2 separate regions of the Mus musculus genome follow, and region 2 is linked to region 1. A link is a contact called in public Hi-C data. All regions are on one chromosome and are shown on one strand. Each heading gives the region's core, a stretch centred on a gene start, on an enhancer-like site or on the middle of the called end of the contact. The rest is flanking DNA. Distances are from core to core; before and after follow the strand shown. Region 1 has its middle 370 kb from the start of Gm46846. Region 2 overlaps Runx1t1 (RUNX1 translocation partner 1).

The links. A called contact is a pair of places that touch in the nucleus more often than the background predicts.
Region 2: a Hi-C map of cortical neurons shows a contact between it and region 1, with 2.0 times the contacts expected there. The contact joins two enhancer-like sites. A contact is called at or near these places in 1 of 484 Hi-C or Micro-C datasets (cortical neurons), 1 of 115 datasets of contacts at active chromatin or transcription factors (SST interneurons) and 2 of 9 other capture datasets (embryonic tail and embryonic trunk).

Annotation. Positions count from the first base shown.
Region 1 is chr4:12,536,133-12,541,952 of GRCm38.p6, reverse strand. No RefSeq gene overlaps it. Among named protein-coding and RNA genes, the nearest start is that of Gm46846, 370 kb to the right of the region's middle. Within about 2 kb of position 2,937, at least 32 of the 459 cell types and tissues checked have an H3K27ac peak or open chromatin away from gene starts, as enhancers often do. A contact at or near this core is called in SST interneurons and cortical neurons, where this site is marked.
Region 2 is chr4:13,829,897-13,835,716 of GRCm38.p6, reverse strand. Runx1t1 (RUNX1 translocation partner 1) reads right to left here. Exons shown (of 11, transcript NM_009822.3): 2 at 1-84. Among named protein-coding and RNA genes, the nearest start is that of Runx1t1, 48 kb to the right of the region's middle. Within about 2 kb of position 2,601, at least 75 of the 459 cell types and tissues checked have an H3K27ac peak or open chromatin away from gene starts, as enhancers often do. A contact at or near this core is called in SST interneurons and cortical neurons, where this site is marked.

The sequences.
Region 1 (5,820 bases), core at 1,688-4,187:
GAATGCCATTTTCTATTTATGAAAGTGACGGTGTAAATGAAAAGGTGTCCAGTGTGTTGTGTGCCAGGCCTCAGAGTTCTCACACTCTTCCTTCAAGGAGCTGAGGGGAGTTAGCAGCTTCATTCTAAGCTTCCCAACATGCCTGGGAAAGGCCCAGTGGGCAGTTTCAATTATGTCTGATTTATAAATAGAAAAACTGTTTCACAGATGGTGAGAAAAGAAGCTGAGTAAGGGGTTTTCCCAGAGCCATTGGCAGATCACAGCTTGCCAGGCCCACACAATGTCTATGTAGCCACAATCTCTGAAAAAGTTGCCCCCAAAGGACTGGTGAGCACTAGAGTCTACTGTGTGTCATCTGCAACACACACACACACACACACACTTTGAAAGGCAGTAGGGCAGGAGTTGACAGGGCTGTATTGAGGGTAAACAACGCACTGTTGGAACTGCTTGGTTCTAAGGTGCTGGCAGGCACAGTGGGCTCAAGAAATGGTAAGAAGACATCAGGTTCTGCATCAAGAGAAAGAAGGTGGTTGGTTCAGACTGAATAAATATTAGGAAAGGGAAAAAAATTAAGGAAGCTTGGAGCCTTTAATCCCAGCACTTGGGAGGCAGCAGCAGGCAGAATTCTGAGTTCAAGGCCAGCCTGGTCTACAGAGTGAGTTCCAGGACAGTCAGGGCTACACAGAGAAACCCTGCCTCGAAAATAAAATAAAATTTAAAAAAAAAGGAAAAAAAAACAAAGAAAGAAAGAAAGAATGCAAGCTTGGAAAGAGAAGTCAGTCTCTGCAAGTGGGACCTTTGGTTCATTGTCTTTTTTTCTTATGAATTGGATTCAAACTTCACCCAATGGGTTATCTTCTGTAATGTCATAGCCATGGTCATGTGCACATCATTAAAGACTGTATTTTCACTATAATCTTTTTTCTCTCCCTTTGTGTTTTGTGTATGTGTCTGTGCACGCATGTGTGTGTGTGCAAGCACACATGCAAGTGTGTGTGTGTGTGTGTGTGTGTGTGTGTGTGTGAGAGAGAGAGAGAGAGAGAGAGAGAGAGAGAGATCTCAGTCTAAGGAAAAGTCAGAGGCACATTTCAGATTCTTCTATTTTTCTTCACCTTACTTGGAAGCCAGAGTTTTTCTTATTAAAACTGCCTTTTGTTGTTTCCATTATACTGGCTGGCTAGCAAAATCCCACAGTCTTCCAATCTCCTTTCTCCCAGAGCTGGGGTTACAAGTGCACACTACCTTTACATGGGTCCCAGGGAGCCAAATCTATGGAGCATCTTTTAGACACCACAATACTTGTTAGCACTTTCTGTACTTCTGTTGTCACTGCCTGTGATTATTTGCTTGAATAGCCAATAGCTACCTTAACTTACCAAAGGCTTTTATGTAGACATATCCGATTATAGTCCGCTTCAGCCGAAGGGTGGAACAGTAAGCTTTGGTTTTTGTTTTTCTTTTTGTTTTTTAGAGAAACTAGGCATATTTGGCTAAATGACAATAGTTTCGAGGTGTTTCTCAAAAATATGAAATCCCTTTCTTTTCTAATCCTTTTCTTGATTTTCTCCAAAATTAAAGGCTGTCTATTTCCTACCTGTCCCCTATAGCCTGGTGCACTGTAATAGATGGGTAGCATGTATGATTAAGATTCTGACAACTTTGGTTAGCACAGTGAAGCAAAGATGTTAGAAATATTCATGTCATTCAGTGGCTATTTGGCTTTCAATGGTTAAAGGATTTGCTTTCCAATTCTAACTCAGAACCTCCCGGCACTAAAGAAGCTTGGAGTGGTTGTCCATCTTCTGCTTTGTCGAACTCAGTTGTCCTATGCAATATGATATTACAAACTATGTGTACACTAAAAGGTAATGGGCCAAAAATGCTTGATTGCTTAAAAGGGGAGTCTGCTAAATACGAAATTATTGAATTGTTATTATCCTTCACTAAGTAATATATACAACTGTGTTTTAACATTTAATACCATTACTTAACATGTGAAAGTAAATAAATAAAATGGGCTAACAGAGGCAATACCATAATATTATTTAATCTGCAGTTCAAGGTGCATTTAAAAATAATAATTTTGTAAAGAGCATTCAGAAACATTTGATCTTTAAAATGCATACTTTTGCTTATTCTAGTGTTTGTTGATTTGAAGGGTTTGAGGTCAGCCCAGTAAATATTCAGTTTGCTTGGCACAAACTGTGCAGGAATCTAATAGAAAGCAATATTGTTGAAAATGGATATCAATTGAAAACAGAGAGCAGTGTCAACTATTCCCCACTGGGAACAGACAACAATAAAACCAGTCGAGCATTACACAGCCGAGCCTGCCAAATGTCATTAGAGTAGAGAAAAAAGGAAAGGAACATGGTAGGGAAAGAGGCACTTGGCTTTATTTCTTTTTCCTCTGATTTAAAAAGATACACACACACACACACACACACACAAGAGAGAGAGAGAGAGAGAGAGAGAGAGAGAGAGAGAGAGAGAGAGAGAGAGAGAGAGAGAGGTGGGGGAGGGGGAGAAGGAGAGGGAGAGGGAGAGATTGGAGTTTTCAGAGTAAGGATAATAAAATGAGAATTGCCCAAGCCAGTCACACTGTTCCCTTAGGGCTGGCATATTTTGCTTTGCTTCCAAAAGTAATTGTCTTAAGAAAATTTTACAAATATTTGTATTTCTTCGGTTGATTAACACCCCACCCCAAAATTCTTTGGATCGTCTGCATCTCTAATCACAAAGTTCCCAGTTTTAAAGCAACACTATAATGTTCGGTACTATGATCACATTTGGAGCATTGCTTAGTTAATTGATCTGAGTACCTGGCCTTTGCAAAATCTTCATTGTTATTGCCAAGTATCAGTGGAGAGACTCCCAGAAGGAGCAGACTGCAGAAAGCCCTATGGCAAAGAGAGATACTTGCAGCAGCTCTGAAACCTGTCAAATGATGGGATGCAGTTATAGAATGGCTGGGGAAAGGGAGCACGGAAGAAACTGACTTCCCTTCCTCACCTAAATCCCGATTTGAAACCCAGTGGTGTGACCACCCCCTAAACTTCTACTGTATTTGTGGCATTTTCATTGATGACTTGTAAATTTTCAAACAAAGAAAAATTGTCTCCTACAGACAATGGTCAGGCTACTGAACAGCCAGCCAAGAGCTCCCCCTAGTGAGGTTGTATACATATTAACATGAGTTTTCAACCGCACTCCATCGTGCACATGTGAAAGAGTACAAACACACACACATACACAGCTTAGTCTTGACTCACTATTCCAAAATATTATTTATTGATATTCTTTGAGAAGAACATTTTTAAAAATCCCCCAAACTCTCCTGATTATTTTTTCTGCACTGTGCTGTTAAATCCATACCAAGGCTGTACAGCCAGAGAACTCCCTCTGAATGAAAAATTGTTGCAGTGATCAAATCATTTTGAAATAGCAATAATCACATATTGGCTCCCAATCTGCATCCTAAAGTAGATGCTATCAACGTGGAATGTCCTCAGGGGCGGCATATTACTACATAATTAGCATAATAACTTTGTTGTGTAAACAAAATAAAAGACAGACTTGAAGACAAGAAATAATATCTTACAGTGCATTGATGTCTCCAGCTTCTACAGAAAATCCTCCCATCCTTGACCAACCTGTTCTTTCTGTTACAGCAGGGCTGTGATTAAACATGTAAGGATCGGTGCCAGCAGCTCTCTGTGTCAGTGGATCTCATGTGTGAGCACACACGTGTCCATGTATTTTATTGCAGAGAGATGTACAGAACGCTCAACCTCTCCATATTTAACAGAACTAATTTGCGATAATATCTAGTATAGCATCTCCCTAATCAACCCTAATTCTCTCAAATACATTTTGGCTTTCTCCAAAAAGATATTTTATTGGTTTTTATGATCCTTAATAGGACTCAAAAGGGAGAGTAGGGATTATTTAGGGAGAAGGAAGTGGCAAGTGTAGAAATCAGATGCAGAGATGAAAGGGATTTAATGGCTTTCTTAAAATTCTTTGAGAGTCATATCAACATTTTTAGTAAAATACAAATGACTGTGGTTTTATAATTAACAGCTGCTTATGTTAAGTACTGAGTGTCCCCTTGCTCCTGCTAATATTTTTTTTTTCTTAAACCACAAATCCACACGACCAGAGGTAATAGCTGTAAGATGTTGCAGGCACCTTAGAATTTGGTTTTTGTGCTGCTACACAATCACACATGATCCTGGAAGCTGGCAGACAGGAAAATGGCTCAGACAGGAGATGGTCAAAACATGTTGTTCATATTACTGCAATGCTTTCAGCAGAAAGCATATGCATATAAACTCTGAGTTCACTGGGACCCCTTTTTTATGAATGCTATTGCTTTCTTCCCTTGGGGGCTGGTGACAATGTCAGCCTCTGCAATGCTTTGGAGGGACAACCTGCAATGGAAATACACACAATACAATGTGATGTATCTTACAATATTTCATAAAGTACATGTTTTACAAATTCGTTTAATGTACCCGAATATTTGTCTTTTCCAGGCTTGTAAACTTCTATAAGACAACAGCGATGACAAAAAGACAGGTAAGGGCAGGGGAGAGAGTGGGGCCGAGGTACTTCATACAGGGAGAGGTGGGGCTATAATTTACTGCCATCGGCCACTCTGTTAGGGCTTAGACTTCACGTTGGTAAAACTCACACCTGTGTTGGGCTTATTCTCATGCAGGTTGTGAGCGCATGATTCAGCCTGCAGAAACTGGCTTTCCTTCCTTACAAAAAGGAAAATTATAATGCTCAACACCTCCCTGAATCAAAATGAAGCAACCATAGAAAGAACTGAATTTAGACCTATTATGTTAATTAAAATTCTGTCAGCATCTCTGAAAGTGTAATTTGGCCCAATGTGTTAAAAAAACAACAACAACAACAACAAAACATCATGAAAATTAGCTAATGAATATTGTGCAGTCACTTTCCTAACATAAAATAACTCAACCATTTAAATTGCACGGATTCCAAAATGGCCTAATTTACAATACATTTTTTTCTGGTTTGTTGTAGGAGAGCTTAACCTAATAGCGTGGTGAGATTGCATCCTTTTTAAGTCCTAATTCTTTATAAATTAACAAGAGACTGAATATTCATACGAGTTTGGCTACTACATGCCTACATATTAAACTCTGATGATCTTGACTGATGCTCAACAGCATCAATCAGAGTTTGGTCCTCCCATCACCTCACATGCGGTTCAGAATGGGCAGTCTCAGGCTCTTGTTGACAATTACATCTGATGCTGGGATCACACATTGTCCTTGGATTTCCTTCACTACACTATGACCAAAATCTCCCCTTGCCTAGGACCTTATAGGACGGTTGTGAGCATTAGCATTAGTAGGTGCATAAAGTACTTACCTGAAAGTGCTTAACAAATTCATAGATGATTACTTTTAAAGCATTCTCTTTTTTTGTATGTGTGTGTGTGTGTGTGTGTGTGTACGCACCTGCACATCCATGCAGTAAAAACTGCATTTCCTTCTATTTTTCCCCAGGGTCTCTCACTAAACCTAGAGCTCACAGTTTGTTCTTCAGTGACTAACCAGTGGGCCCTGGAGATGTCTCCAGCCCTGCACTGGGATTAGAGGTTTGCATTGTTGCTCCTTGCTTTTAAGTGGGTTCTCGTGATCTGAACTCCGCTGCCCATGCTTGTACATATTTATCCACTAAGCCATATCACCAGCCCCTTAAAAGTAAGGTTTAATTCAGTTAATCACCTATTTATGCCTATTTATGCCTATCACTTTATGCCTATCTTCAAACCTA
Region 2 (5,820 bases), core at 1,352-3,851, 1.3 Mb before region 1:
GTGGCATTGCTGGGGGAGTCAGCCTAGACTGCGTCTTCACATCCACAGGTGAGTCTGGCATTGTGGAGTGCTTCTCGGTACGATCTGGGAATGCCACCAGGAACAGGTTATTTCCCTCCTTCAACACCCAGGACTCACAAAGTCGGTCTGTCTCTTTCAGAGGCACACAAACAGAAGAAATCACACATCTTCTATCAGTAAAATACTCTGATCTATGGAAGTTGAAAGCAGACTTTTGTCATCCATGCAGCCGCTTGAGAAGGTGTAGCATAGGTGGGGGTTGGGGCTGGACTTCATTTGTAACCAGGCTATATAATACTCTATTATTCCCGGCTTAGGCAGATGCCACCTTGGTACTGCTCTGTGCATCAACACAATTTCACTCAGTAGAAAACAGATGAAGAAGATGATAATGAACCCGCCCTGACAGCTCAGAAGTAATGGACTTGCAGCATCAGCTAAGCCAGAAGGAGGTCCTGGCATTGAGCAGGCATCTTCCATTTCTACCAGATCTCCCATCCCCACCTTGCTTATTCTTCTGGTTGATTAAATGAAAAAAGTTTCTGTGTTCCCCAGATCCTCAATTTTATCTGCCCTACTTTAAAAACACATAAATGCTTGGTCTATAGTAAAGTTAAGCTATTCTTTATGTGGAATGTGTGAATTCCTGGCCTGTCCTGTTAGTTACAAGCTTGAGAGCAATACTCCAATTTATATCCTTAGAACACGAAAGTCTCAAAGTAAAAATTGATAAAAACTAAAGGAGGGCCCTGTACAAACCCCTCGTTACCTAATGATGACCATGTATAAGCCCAGGGTGTTTTCTTCTAAGTCTATTTCCTTTTTCTCCCATGTAGCCACTCAGCAGTCTAGGCTGACATGGAAACTCACTATGAGGGCCAGGCTAGCCTTGAACATGCATCCTTTCCCCTTTGTTGGTATCCTAATGATGAATGACAGTGTGTACATGGGGCTTCTAAGTTTATTTTTCCCTGGATATTCCCATCTACTTTTTAGGCTAATAAAATTTTCAAGGCAGTAGATTCTCGCTGAAAATGAAATGGTTTCTTGCTTTATGCCTTAGGTCCAATTTTATACAAATACATGATAGGCACTCCAAAAACATTTTTGAGATAGTACTAAACTTTAGAGACAAAAATTTTAAACTTGCACTTCCTAAAAAAAGGCAAAATAATACACTATTCAGAGCATACATTTTAAATCATTATGAAAATTAGAACAAATAATTGTGGGGCAATGGGCTACGCACAGGACCGGGGTGTGCTGTTCAGAAGGTAGAGATCTCAACTGATTGTTCCCAGTCAGTTACAGATTTAACTCCTGTTCCACAATTTCCCCCACACCCATGGCCTCGCAAATAATTCCCAAATTTCCTTAAGAGTCAGATACTAAGAGCTGAAAAGATGGCTCAGTGGTTAAGAGGACATACTGAGATCAATTCACAGCACCTATGTGCTTGCTCACAATCACTTTTAACTCCAGTTCTAAGAGGTCCAATACCCTCTCTGACATCCTAAGGCTAGTGCACACACACACGGTGCTCTCTCTCTCTCTCTCTCTCTCTCACACACACACACACACACACACACACACACACACGGTACACATACATACACATAAAATTAAAATAAGTAAAAAAAATTAAAGTCAATGAAACTAAACAGTCAAATTACTGTTATTATAATCCCAAACCTAGCTTATTTTCTTCAAAGAAACTTGCTATGGCACCTCTCATGACGCATGCTTGTAATCCCATCACTTGGCAAACGAAGGCAAAGAGAAACAGGAGTTCAAGGACAGCTTGAAATACTAAGCTTGTATCTCAAACAAACAAAAGCAGTTTTCTACCTAGGCCTGGTAGCATACACCAGGAATTTCAGCACTTGAGAGGCAGAGACAGAGGGATTGCTTTAAATCTGAAGCCATTCTGGTCTAAACTCATGAAAGCTACTTAGTAATACCCTGCGTCAAAAAAAAAGAAAAAAAAAAAGCATTTTCATAAAAAGGAGAGTGCAACAAAAACAGGGCATTTTAAAAGCTCAAATAATGTTGATCCTATTTTAGGGATGATGTAATACCATCATCTACAGCCTAGTAAGTATATTTTGCTTCATAATTGAGTCAGCAGTATCAGGCTCTGTGTCTTCTTCTCTACCATTGGTTTAATAACACTGAATAATCCCAGTTCAAGAGAAGTATCCCGAGGGACATGTTGGCGGCAACACCAACACAAATACAACTTACTCCAGACTTTATCTTACTGCAAAAACCATGTCTTTATACTGCTATCCCAGGGCACGCAACCACCAGCTTCAGTAATCCCTTATTTCAGAAAAATAAACAATTTGGGCGGGCTTCAAACTGCTCCTTTGATAAATCTACGGCATGTCTACTCTCCTCAATCAACCTCGGCAAGAGGAGAATAAAGTTTTCCGCTTATGCTGCAGCTGAGGGAAGAGGTACAGCAGCGAACATGGGCTCCCTAAATAAAGGCAAATACTTCTGTCATGCCAAGAAAGGAAGGAGGGAGGGAGGCTTGCCAGAGTCTGCTGGAAGATAACAGTGGGAACTGCTGGTCCATCTGGCTTTCATTCTGCTAACACTCACAGGGAACCAAGAGGGAAGGCAGGCCAGATCCACAGAGCACGTGGCTGAACAGACCGAAAAGGCAAGAGCAGAGGGGGAGGGGGAAATGGGAAGCATGAAAAAAAAACATCAATGAAGCAATAGAAAGAAAGAAAAAGGAGAAACAAGGAAAGAACAAAACAAGGAGAAAGACCCCAAAGGGAGAAACGCTCTCAGAAGCTCCATTTACTAAAGAAGGATCTACCAGCCCGGCCAGTCACCCACCTCAGATGACAAGAATACCTAACTTGAGAAAGTTCACTTAAGTCCTCTGTCCTTTTAAGTACTTACACCAAGAAAAAAAGATACAATATAAAGCCCACCATGGGCTTCTTCTTCAAATGTAAGAGTTAGATTTCTGCTGAAGATAATCTTTGGTATTTCTAGCTCTGTTCAGTTCTAGAAAGATGTTGGACATACTCATAGCTTTAACTGAGAAACATTTTCCACATCAGCCTGGACCACACCTGTAACGTAATGCCTTTACAGAATATCATGATCAAAACAAGTATGAGGGTTTTTTTTTGTGTTAATGTCATCAGTATTTTAAGAGAAAGAACTAGCAATCAATACACGGAAGGAAACCACGAGTTCAAACAGGAATAGACACAGTCTGACCTGATCTATGTGTACATGTGCATATGTAGGATTTCGACATTAGCCAAATTTCTGTGACGGTTGGCTTCTCTGATCAAATGGTTCCAACCCAGAGGCCCTACAAACTACGACAAAGTGGGACCATATGTAAGTCATTCTCTTCTGCTCGACACAATCACCCAGGATAGTGATAGATGAAGAAGTCATCAGCCGGCCTAATCCATGCACACAGAAACGTTCTGCAGCACAGAGATTTAAGATAAATTTGGACAATATGTTTCAAGTATGTGGAGCTCTGTTGCATTTGTTTGGGATTATTTTTTTCCAATGTTTTTGAAATATATATTCTTGAAACTATATAGCAAACAGCACAAGAGCGATGACTTAACCAGAGAAGCACTTCACCCTATTTCAAATTAGAGGACATGCTTAAACCAACATGAGGTTAGAATGTATCACAAGTACCTTTTTTAAGTTAATGAAGATTATACTTTCCTGGTATATCCTTTCTGTTTTTCAGTTGCTAGAAGACAACTTGTGATACTTATTGAAAGAGTGACACAGAAAGGGAGGAAAGAAAAAGACGGATGGAGAAAGGGAAAGAAAAGGCTGAAAAGAAGGTCTGGAAGGTAGGTAAAATAAGGCCTTTACCTCAAATGATTCACGCAGCTTCCAGACAAGACTATCTTCCCTGTGTAGTAACATTCTTCTCACTTGGCAAATATCCAGCACATGTGTACCAAAGATGGTGGCGCATGGAAAAACTTACTTATGGCATAGAAAAATGTATTACTGATACCATTTCAGTGTTGAATTCATTGCCAAGGCCCTCTAGAGGCGAGATGTTTTCATTTCCTTTTTCTTTCTTTGTTCAATGTAAAATGGTATAACATAATCTGGCTTGGCATTTGTCTCACTTGAAGTTAGTTCAAATAGTTCCAGGTGTGTTTTTAAGGGATGCAAGAGAGGGAATCTACAATGGGCTTGCTTACAGGCCATGTGGGAGAAGACCCATGCAAAGGAATTCTTTCAACCATTAAGAGTAAGCCCTCCCTTAGGCTACTTATCCTGAGCCTTCCTTATGCACAGCAAAAATGGGAATGCTATTCTGTGTCTATCTTACAGAGGTGGTAAACTGAATAAGATTATGTGTTTAAGACGCTAGCTCATAGCCGGGCATGGTGGCGCACGCCTTTGATCCCAGCACTCAGGAGGCAGAGGCAGGCGGATTTCTGAGTTCGAGGCCAGCCTGGTCTACAAAGTGAGTTCCAGGACAGCCAGGGCTATACAGAGAAACCCTGTCTCGAAAACAAAACAAAACACCCAAAAAACAAAAATCAAAAACAAACAAACACAAACAAACAAACAAAAAGACCCTTGCTCATCCCTACTCATATCAGACACCAATGTCCTCTATACTTTCCTATGCAGATCTCTGTCTCTTGCAAGCAAGGTCATCAAGCCTGCCTGTCATCTGTCAGTATAGGAGAGATCCATTGCTAGTCCTGGGGTTTGTGGAGCATTTTTTGTTTCTTTTGAGTCTTTCTTTGCTGCTTCCCTCTTTGCAAAATAGCTACTCTTATCTGCATATCTTTTCCTGCCCAATAGAGCTCATACACATACTCTTATGGTTTTCCTCAGCCGCCCAGGCACCAAGCACATCGCCCAATTTTTTAGACAATGTGTATGAGCTACACACACCAACTACTGGAAACGAGAGGTAACTTGATGAACTACTTTCTCTCTTTAATTCTCCCTTGGGAGAGTACTTAATACGTATGTACAGTTGGGTGTGGTGGCACACACCTTTAATCCCAGCACTTGAGAGGCAGAAGTGGATGGATTTCTGTGAGTTCAAGGCCAGCCTGATCTATATATTGAGTTCCAGGCAGCAATGCTACAGCAAGACCCCATCTCAAAAAACAAAACACACTAAAACACACATAACTCACTTTATAGGAAGAGTGACCATGTTCCCTCTTTAAATCTATTAGAATGACTTCAAAGACAAGCAACTTTGACGCTGGAGAGATGGCTCAGTGGTTAAGAGGATTGGATACTATTACAGAAGACCCAGATTCAACTCCCTGCATGCATAGGACAGCTCACAACTGTTTATAACTCCAATATCTGACACCCTCACCCAGACATACATGCAGGCAAACACTAAAATATATGAAAAACAAAACAAAACAAAACAAAAGAAGAAAGATAATCAACCTTAGAGTCATACCAGCCATCAACAGCAAGCACTTGGGATAGAGTAGAATTCAGAGAAAGATGCTTCAGGATTTCCACTGGGAGTATGATCCAATAACTCATTGTAAATTGAAAATATCATAATTTGGAAAGGAATTTAAGAAATGTGTTTGTGGAGCCCATAAGGTGATTCAGTGGGTAAAAGTGCTTGCCACCAAGTTTAGTGGCCTGAGCTGGAAACCTGAGTCCTACGACAAATGAGAGAACAACTTCTGAGCATTGTCTTCTGTCCTCCACAAGTGCTGTGACATTTGTACATACCCACACACACAAAGATAAATAAATAAAATGTAATCTCAAAACAATGCATTTTGTTTG